Regions from separate parts of the Rattus norvegicus genome. Here region 2 is linked to region 1. The links are chromatin contacts, called in public Hi-C maps. All regions are on one chromosome and are shown on one strand. The core of a region is the stretch at or near the end of the contact, and the rest is flanking DNA. Distances in the headings are between cores, read along the strand shown. Region 1 overlaps Chd7 (chromodomain helicase DNA binding protein 7). Region 2 holds the start of Lnc056 (long non-coding RNA 056).

Region 1 (4,879 bases), core at 713-3,212:
CAGTGAGTGGTTCTCTTCCACCATACTCATGTGTCCAACTTTAACATTACAAGGAATTCTTAGCACATCTGACTATGAAGTTAACCTGTCCTTAAGCCAGAAGCGACTGATGTGTTCATAGCTGCTGAGTTTACATTCCTTGAAATGTGTTTGCAGGGATAAAGCATGAGGACAAACGCATGTATACACAATTGAAATTATTCCTTCACGGAAGAAAATGGACATTAAGTACTCTTAGGGGAAAAGAAAAAAGCAGGGTCTTGTTGTGTAGTTCTGGAGTTCAGTATATAGACCAACCAACCTATGCTAGAGTTGAAAGTGCATGTGACCACGCCAAGCCACCAATGACTTTTGCAAAACGAAGTGCTTAGAGATACTGGGCGCGGTGGGACACGCCTTTGATCCCAGCCCTCTGGAGGCAGGAGCAGGTGGATCTCTGTGAGTTGTAGGCCAGCCAGAGCTATGAAGTGAGATTCTAGATTTCTCAATCATCAAACAATCAAGGCTGTGGAATCGCACAAAGGCTATGCACCACTGTTGTGGTATCGGGACACTGACAAGAACCAGGCATTACCTTCTGGCTGCGATGACTCCTCCGACTTATCGTCGTCCTCCAGCTTTTCTTCCTCATCCTCTTCTGAGCCTTTCTCTGAGACAGACTTGGACCCAGGGTCTCCACTGCCCTCCACCCCTTTGAGTTCGCCCTTCACAGAGCTGGCCTCGGCCTCACACTCCTGCCTGCTGTCCTTGGCCCCACCAGCTTCTTCTTCCTCCTCTTTCCCATCCGACCTCTCTTTGGCCGGTGAGTGTTCGCACTCCTCTGCCTTGCCTTCGGCCTGTTCCATTACCTTTTCTTCATGAGCATGAGCAGAGGCAATGACTGGAGGAGCCTGGCCAAAGCCCATGGCCAGAGTATTCAAAGAAGGGACGGTACTGGCCCCACGGTTCTGAGCAAAGCTTTTGTGTGCATCTAAGAAGGACAACTCAGGGTCATTGAGAATGTGGTAGTCTGTCCGGCTGACCCCGTGCTTAGCAGCACCCACCAGCAGGTCCCTGTCATGCCGTCCGCACTCCCACCACTCCGGCAGGTCTAGGCTGGGCTGGCAGAGCTTCAGCCTGTCGCTCAGTTGTGGGTGATGAAGGACCTGCTCTCGGATTTTGCGAAGCAGTTCAATGCGGTACAGCGTCCTGGATGCACGCTCCTCTGTGATGGGTTCGATAAGGGAGGCGAGGTCTGGTGGCTCTGTAACACGAAGCACAGTCGTTAACTGGGCAGGCCTTGGGCCCGCCCGACCCGGCATGCACAGTCCCGTCTGCCTAGCACAGTGTGGCTAGTCGTCCGTTCATGTACCTACCGTCCTCGGGCTTGGCAGGCATCCGACATACCCGCCTGCACATGGCCACGAAGCAGCTGAAATACTTCTCCAGACTCTCATCGGACTTTTTGTCTAGTCTGGCAAAGGCTCGGAATTGGTTCCAATCAAACTGCTGCTTCACTGGGTCAAAAATAACCCCAAAGGTGGATACCACACGGTAAAAGTCAGCTTCCTCTCTCCTTGTCCACCTGTGGAGAGGAGACCTGGCTCACGTCACGCTCAGAAGGGCACACAGGACAGTCTTCTCTGCCCCCCAGAGCACGTCTCGGGGACTTATTTAGGGCTGAGGGATGGACACCTCCGGGGGAAGTAGGCCTTCCTTCACTCTGTGATGGGATCGCTGTTTCTTAGGGACCCAGCAGAGAAGGAAGAGAAGGCATGGCGGGTGGGGGTGGGGCGGAGATACTGCAAAAATGGTGGAGAACTCACTTTTGCCTTTTCTCAGATATAATAGCTTCCCTTTCCGCCTCCAGCGCTCTCACTTCCTCCCGAGGCCTCCGTCTGCGCCGGTCCGTCTTCATTAGGGCCTCCTGCCTCATTTGTTGCCTTTTATAGCTGCGCTGATAGGCAGTAATGAGCCGGCGCAGACGCGTAGTCAGGCTTGACGTGTTCGGCCAGTAAAGTTGACCTAACTCAGCATTGCTCTCACTGTGCTTGCCTGAGGAAGTGGAAAAGAAGAGTCTGAGACATCTCTCACAACACAGACAAAAAAAAGATGACTCATTAGCCTTCGGAGTACAGGGTGGGAGAGGCCACTCTGCCACACTCAGATCTGGAAATATAAACAAGCAGTAAGAACGGAGAGGATTTATAAACTATTTACTGTTAACTCCTTTGAGGGGGGGGGAAAGGTTTATCAGTCTGACACAACGAAAGGCAGTCTTTCTTATGAACATGCTTACAATGGTGATCTTGAATGCAGTAAGCACATAGCTACTATCCTAATTATTATTTTTTTAAGAGGATCAACAGTCCACAGAAATATTTCAGATTTAAACAAACGCCTTCCTTCCGATAGAAATGTTTTAAGGACTTTAAAATTTTTCCACTAAATAATGACTATAAGCTAGCAGATCAATTATCTTAATCAAAAAGTTCTATCCAAGATATTAATGGAATGAAAACCATAACTAAGGCTCACCATTACCAACGAGGGTCCAGTCCATGTGGAAGAGGACCCTGAGCTGCTATCATTAGGTTATGGCAGAGGATCCAGCTGCCCCGGACCCTCACCCGTGCCCCAGGCCTCCATGACCAGCTGCCCCGGACCCTCACCCGTGCCCCAGGCCTCCATGACCAGCTGCCCCGGACCCTCACCTGTGCTCTGGGCCTCCATGGAGTCTTCCTTGTCCTCTGGGGGAGAATTTGCAAATTCCTTGAAAGCAATGTGAGAAACAGAGCTATTTTCAATTGGGGTTGGATTTTACTTTCTCTTTTAGAGGAAGGCCACTCTCTAAAGTTTAACAAGTTCTATATGGGCATATAATGTTACTGGCACTGTAAAAGCCAATGCACTCAAGGTCTTACGTCTATTTCATCTTTGAATGGCGCTCTCGTTGGTTTGTATTCCGGATCTTCATCTTCTCTATCAAATTCCCCACTGTGTAAAATTAAAAAAACGGTAGTTTTACATTCTATCAATTTGTAGGGCAGTGTGAGGGGAAGAGTTACGGTCACCCCAATACTAAGTCTGGGTCTGACATTTTTCAATGACTCTGCCCTGCAGTATTTAAAATGCACGGTTACAAGGGGGTGGTGAGGGAGTCACCAAGGGCGACGATGTCGTGTGTGTGTGTGTGTGTGTGTGTGTGTGTGTGTGTGTGTGTGTGTGTGTGTGAGAGAGAGAGAGAGAGAGAGAGAGAGAGAGAACTTTGTTTAAAGTAGTTACTATGCTATATAGACAGGAACTATTGGTAAGCATCAAATTCAAACCAGACATAACAGAGGGCCCAGTTCAGCATAAGAACCAATCACCGACCCCTGCCAGTAGATGTAATACTGACATAAAGTTTATTAAAATTTTAGAATGTCCTTCTTACCCGTCACCACCATCTGCTAGCATGTCTGTCCCTCTTTGCTCGGCAGCGATGGCCTTGGCATCAGGCATACCGACTCGTTCCAGGAAGCAGAGTGCGGGGTCAGCTCTCATGGAATTGTACTTCTCATAGCCTGTGCCATACCCGCCAGCACAGAGGACACGCACAGAAACAAAGGAAGACCCCGTCACTGTCAAAACTCATACCCCCGCCACAACACAGCCAGTTGTTTCCCAGACATCATGTGTGTTGAACTAAACAGACCTTGTTTTGGTGCAGCATTCTAGAGCAGCTTTTGTGGGCCCTCTTATACATCGGGGGTACCATTGAATGACTAACAGACACAGACAGAAAACGGCTCAGGATAACTGCAGGATGCCAGGGAGGGTTTCTGACCCTATTCTTCCCCAACATCTAATTTTGCTTGACATTTAAAAGGCTTGGTTACGTTTCTTTATGACCTCCGCAGGGGTTCTCCAGGTCTACCGCCCCCCACCCCTCACCCCCCCAGCAGGTTTGGTCCAGCGGGAACGCACATGGCTGGCTGAAAAAAAAAAAAAAATCCCGTGTATGGGAGGCCAGCGAACCTGTCTTATCAGGTTTACGATGATGCATGTCAGTAAGATGACACTGTTCCCTCTATGGTTTTTCAAACTGCAATTTGCTTTTTGACTGCCCAAGTTGACTAGATGGGAAATGGCAGATCCCAACAGTGCACTGCGGGAAAATGATTCTGAGGCCGGGCTCGCAGGACGCGGCTGGGGTACATAGGAAGAACAGCACAATTCAATTAGGATGTGTTCTACAACACACCGCTCCTAACTGCTGTAGAGCCGCAAGCCAAACTGTAATCATGAAAGGTTTTATAAGCCATCATTCTCCCCTTTAGTCAGGCTGGGCTGCTAGGAATACCTCCGCGACCTCCAGAGAATTGGGATTATAATCAGGAAACGCTCACTGTATATATCATGGCACTTCTGCATCCCCAGCCTTTCAAAGTTAACAAGGCTGCGTCCCACTTGGGGGAGCGGTGAGTCCCCGGCACTGACATTTGTGAAATATTGCTTGGAACAAAGCCCAGGAGGCACTTGTACAGATTAATAGCAGAGGTTAAGCCCACCGTCCACTCTGACACAGGCTGGCAGAGTTTAGTGAGGGCGGCCGTTCTGGAAGTGAAGTTTCGGGAATGCCGTGGTACGGCTTGGCTATTACTAAAAACAAATATGGCTTGACTTCTGTTTATAGCCAAGAAAGAAATGTTTTCTTCTCAAACACTCAACAAACATTCAAAAACAGCATCTGATATTTACAGTTCGTATTAGATTTCTAGTGCAGAAAAATGGTCGGCGCCAAGAGTCCTTTGGAACGGTCCTCATTAATATTATGACTTTGGAAAAGGAGTATGCAAAGAGTTCTAAATAAAGATGAAGCCACCCAGTCAAAATGTGTTCAGACAGAAGCACTCCT
Region 2 (4,879 bases), core at 1,123-3,622, 180 kb before region 1:
CTCTCTCCTTAGGTTGTAGGTGGCCAACATCTTCTCCTTCTGCCCCCCACACAGCTGTCTCTCTAAACATGTCTAAACTTCCCCTTCTTACAAGGCCACCATTCAGACTGGATTGGAATGAGCTCTAATGACCTCATTTTAGCTTATCCGTTTCTATAAAGACCCTGTCTCCAGATAAGGTGTCCTTCCAAGCTACCAAGGAGGAATTCAGCACGGGAATTGAGGCAGGGGGTTCCGTTCAGCTTGTAACACTCTCCTGAAGGTGTTCTCATTTCAGAAAAACACAAAGTCACTTTGTTTCTGGGTTTCTTCATAAAGAAACAGACAAACAGGGAGTCTGAAAGGCCTCGTTGATGCCTGTTTCTTTGCCTCCCTTTTAAAGTGGGGAAAAAGAAGTCAAGTAAATGACTGCATGAGATTAGGACTAGCAGCTCATAGCACCGAGGGACTGAGGAGGAAGGCAGTGCCAACATGAAGCTCTCAGATTAGCCCAGGGGCTGACCAAGTGCAAAGCGCTTAGGACCATGCCTCCTGTGGCCGGTCTGGAACCAAGGACACTTGAATGACAGTGTAACTGCATTAAATGTTATGAATGACATACAAGACCAGGAGCTGAGAAGAACTGGCCCTCAGTTAGCAGATGGAGAAAGGGCCGTTCAACCTTAACATGTAACAGATTCTTGTATTGTTTCATTTTGTTTTGTTTTGCCTTTTTACATCTTCGTGTCTGGGGGGGAAGGCGCTCCTTTAAGGCTGGAGGCTGATCTTGCTGGCACAGACCTTTAATACTAGCACTGAGGACTAAGGCCAAAGAGACCAGCTTGGGGCTATATTATGAGACTACCTCAAAAAAATCTTAAATAAGTAAATAATTGTATTATTGGTAGCAAGACCATCTGATGCCATTTCTTCTTTTTATACACGTTAGATCAGCTGAACAGTGAACTCACTCTAAAACCAACGTTCCAAACTCTAGCATTACTGGCAGACATGTGTTACCAGGCCAGCTTGTATTGGATTGCTTGGTTTGTTTTTGTTTTTTTGTTTTTGTTTTGATTGTTTTCGTGCTTGCTTCCTGAGAGAGGAAGAGGTCTCATTCTTTAGTTCAGATGGACTTTAAACGCATAGCCTACCTCCTGCCTCGGTTTTTCAATATCTGGGTTTGTAGGCCTAGGCCACCACGTTAATCCTATTTTCTTGAATTTGCCTTTGTGTGATTTCTGTTCTCTATTAGATGTTATTAAATGTTATTTATTTAATGTGTGAGTCCAAATCGTTCTCTCCCTCGGGTCTGGGGGTGTGGTGAAAGCGCTTGAGTATCATGACGCAGGTGTGGAGGAAGGTCAGAGAACAGTTTTGGGGAGTCTGTTCTTTCTTTCCACCATGTGCTAGTCTGGAATCAAACGGAGGTTGTCTGCTTGGGAAAAGTGCCTTTTCCCGCCAAGCCGCCTCTCCAGCCCTGTTCCTGACGCCGATGCTTTGTTTTATCATTTGCTTGAAAGAGTAAAACAGCCTTCAAACTCTCCAGAGATCCGTAACATGCACAGAATTATACATTATCAGACAACTTTTCCTTACCCTTCTTGTCTGTACAGACACGGAAAGTACATGCCTAGGAAGGAAGGAAGCAGAGGTACATGGCGGGAAAGGGAATAAAGTGTAAGAGAGAAGAAACTCCCACTTGAAGACGACAAAGAGGGCACTGACCACACATGGGCGAGATAAAGGGTCTTTTGTTTTTGTTTTTGTTTTTCTTAGAAGATATCACATTTTTTCCTTTGCTCTTGCTCACGATGGAGTGGAGTTAATCTTCATCTTTCTCCCGAGAAGGCACAAAATGAACCATCTTAAACTCAGAAGGGAAAAAAAAAAAAAAACCAACACCATCTGTTGCTGCGCTGAAGCGTTGTAGTGGGGGAGGGGACAAGCCAGTTGTTAACCCGGAAAGCACTCAGGCGCTCAGTTCCCCACTCTGCCTTCTGCCTAGAAGCTAGAAGAGAGGTCCAACTAGAGGGGGGAGGATTCCTTTCCCGGAGGTTTGGATTATTAGCCATTGTACGTGGGTGCGCTGGATTACAACCCAGAGTACGTGGGGAAAGACGTAGGTGGCACTTTACCGAAACGAGATACGTCAAGCTGCTTCAGTGCTGCTAAGGAAAGGATTTCCCTCTCCTTCAATCCCTATCAGTATCATCTGATGGTTTTTTATTTGTTAAACTATCGTCAGATTAACCATACATGTAAAAAAAAATAGCCTTAAAAACAAGGCGCGGCTCGTCATTATCCCAATCACGCATGACTTTGATCGTTTCAGAAAAGGAAATAAAATATTTAAAACCCCACAGGTCTTTATCTGGGCTGTGCGTCTGAACATGCAGCGGCCCCTTGGAACCGAGCTGTGCTGGAGCAGAGAAAGGCTGTGGGTGCGGAGGGACCGCTGGCTTCGTGGCGATGTCGGGCAAACAGCAGGTCAATCTCATCCAGGCGTTAATGAAGGAGAGGGAGGGCAGGCGTCCACTGACAGAAAACAAACCTTCAGCCCCCACAGCCAAAGTCTCTCTGGGCTGTCCCCGTGCTTCAGGGTGACCCACAATGACAAAGCCCACGGGAGCAGTTTACGCATTCGCTTCGAGCATCGTCCTAACCGTGAATTTTTGCAGAGACGGTGAGACGTGGCCACCCTGGCTGTCGCCGCGACTCCCCCAACTCCTCGCGGAGTGATGCCTCGCGGCCGTGGTACTAGACGCCGCCGGAAGATGGCGCACGAAGCTACCGACTCAATCGAGGGTACCGAGAGCTACTTTGGACTAGGTGGCGGAAGAGGGATTTTGATTCATTAAAAAACATAAATTGTACTTGATGAACAATAATAAAAATAAAAAAAACTGACAACTAGATTCCACAGAGATGAGTTTTTAAATCCCTGAAATCAATTTATTTAAAATTATTTAATTTAATTTACTAAATTTCGGTAACTGCTATGTAATGGTGCATGCCGGGCTGTTAGGTTTTATAGCATCTAAATGCTTCTCTTTACGCTGATTGCTGCAGTTGCACAGTCGCCAGAGAACTCTGTCCCCATCTCCAAGCTGTGTAAACAAATTGAGGCGAGAATAATTACACACTGAGAGAAAGGCTCAAGGAAAACCCATGGAAACCAGAGAGAGCCCCAGCCACAAAATACCACCTTAAAAGGGCTCAAAGATCAGTGCTGGTGACTTTACTAAAATCAGCCAGGGGGGCCAATTCTAAACTAAGCAGTGCCCGGGTGCTTCTTAGAGCAGGATCTTCCTTTCAGTAAAATAAAATCCATAGCCACGCGGACATTACACCTTACATTGTTTACGTTAATGAGCGTACATTTCTAGTTTCCCAGCTAGAAAATTCGTGCCCAGAAAAATCTAGAAACTTTGCTCCTCCTTTGAGCTAGGAATGATTTCTGCAACCAAATATTAGTCGTTTCATAAAAGGAACCTTCCCATTCTCCTTTGTGAAGTTCCAACGTGCACATCATGTTGGCGTGCATGGCTATGTCTGATTTGCACACAGGAAGTTGCACACGAACATACTATTTTAAATCTGTGTGTGCATGCGCACGTGTGTGCAAATGCGGGTATACACGCTGTCTGCATGCTATGCGGCTCCATTGTTTTCGGCGTAACTGATTTTGGCACCAGCTCGTTAGCACTTTGGAAGGGCCTTCATTAGCACTGGGACAGTAGCCAAAAGGAATCCAGAAAAATCAACACATGGCTGCTCCTGTTCTCACGATAAACGACAGCTTTCCTGGAAAACAACAACATTCGAGAAGCAAAACAAAAACCCAAAGCAACAAGAGTAGCAACAACGAGAACACGGGAAGTCAGACATCAGCAACTAGGATTTTTTTTTTAAATTTTTAAATTTATCCACTTGTTCGGTTTTTACCATTCTGGATACTCTTGCACAATTAAAGATATAAATAACAGAAGCATATTAGGAACCCAAGGGGAAGAAACTAGGCTCCTGTCTCTTTGTAGTGGTGGTGGTGTGGGGGTGGGGGGTTTGAGGGGTGGGGGTTGCTAGGAAACAGCATGGCATTAGCTGCCTCACCAACCCCCAAACTGAAAGTGGTCCTCGGAAACTTCCAGGCCTAATCCACAGTTCTTTGGAACCTGACTTCTGACAAGAGCCCTTCTGGGAAAAGAGAATTCCCCTCTTTATGTGACTATCTCATCTTGAAACCGGTAGTAAGTAGGAAGTTGTTCAAGTACTTTGATAGCATTCTGGGAAAGCAGTGATAACTAAACTGGTGAAAACTGGTAGCAAACTATATAGCCCATTACACTAATATTGGACCTCACACTCATGCCGTAACAGGTAAACAAGACCTGACAGTGTAAAGAAAAGCAGTAACCAAACCATACAGGGCAGTTTCTCAAAGGGTTAATTCTTGGCAGGTCAGCTGCCAAAAGGAAACATGCTGGTCTTTTAAGACTGGAGGCTTTGCCCAGGAGACAGCCTTCCCACTGGGTCTCAAGAGAAGGCACTGGGCTTGGCCCCTCCTCGTTAGCCCTTTGCCCTCTCCTCTCTGCCCTCGGCTTCTGTTAGAGTTTCTCAATTGTTTGCACTGAACTTTCTTGAAATTTCTCAAGAAAGGGGGAGAGATGGAACGAGAAGGCAGTGAAATAAAGTGAAAAAGTGGGAAAAGTCTGTAGCGTGCATTAGTCGTGTGACCCATAACAAGAAAAAGAGACACATGAGCCAAGTGAAAGCCGTATCTACAGTGTCTGTCTACGGTGTCTACGGTGTCTACGGTGTCTACGGTGTCTACGGTGTCTGTCTACGGTGTCTGTCTACGGTGTCTACAGTGTCTGTCTACGGTGTCTACGGTGTCTAC

Evidence for each region. A called contact is a pair of places that touch in the nucleus more often than the background predicts.
Region 2: a contact with region 1 is called in a Hi-C map of liver, with 4 times the contacts expected there. The contact joins the promoter of Lnc056 here to the enhancer-like site in region 1. A contact is called at or near these places in 5 of 12 Hi-C or Micro-C datasets (frontal cortex, kidney, liver and 1 more) and 1 of 1 datasets of contacts at active chromatin or transcription factors (oligodendrocytes).

What each region holds. Positions count from the first base shown.
Region 1 is chr5:26,775,149-26,780,027 of GRCr8, reverse strand. Chd7 (chromodomain helicase DNA binding protein 7) reads right to left here. Exons shown (of 38, transcript NM_001107906.3): 26 at 3,416-3,545; 27 at 2,904-2,976; 28 at 2,694-2,751; 29 at 1,806-2,034; 30 at 1,356-1,564; 31 at 575-1,243. Among named protein-coding and RNA genes, the nearest start is that of Chd7, 170 kb to the right of the region's middle. Within about 2 kb of position 1,962, at least 8 of the 93 cell types and tissues checked have an H3K27ac peak or open chromatin away from gene starts, as enhancers often do. A contact at or near this core is called in liver, where this site is marked.
Region 2 is chr5:26,957,990-26,962,868 of GRCr8, reverse strand. It overlaps Lnc056 (long non-coding RNA 056), which reads left to right and starts at 2,372. Exons shown (of 2, transcript NR_126574.1): 1 at 2,372-2,469; 2 at 2,661-2,815.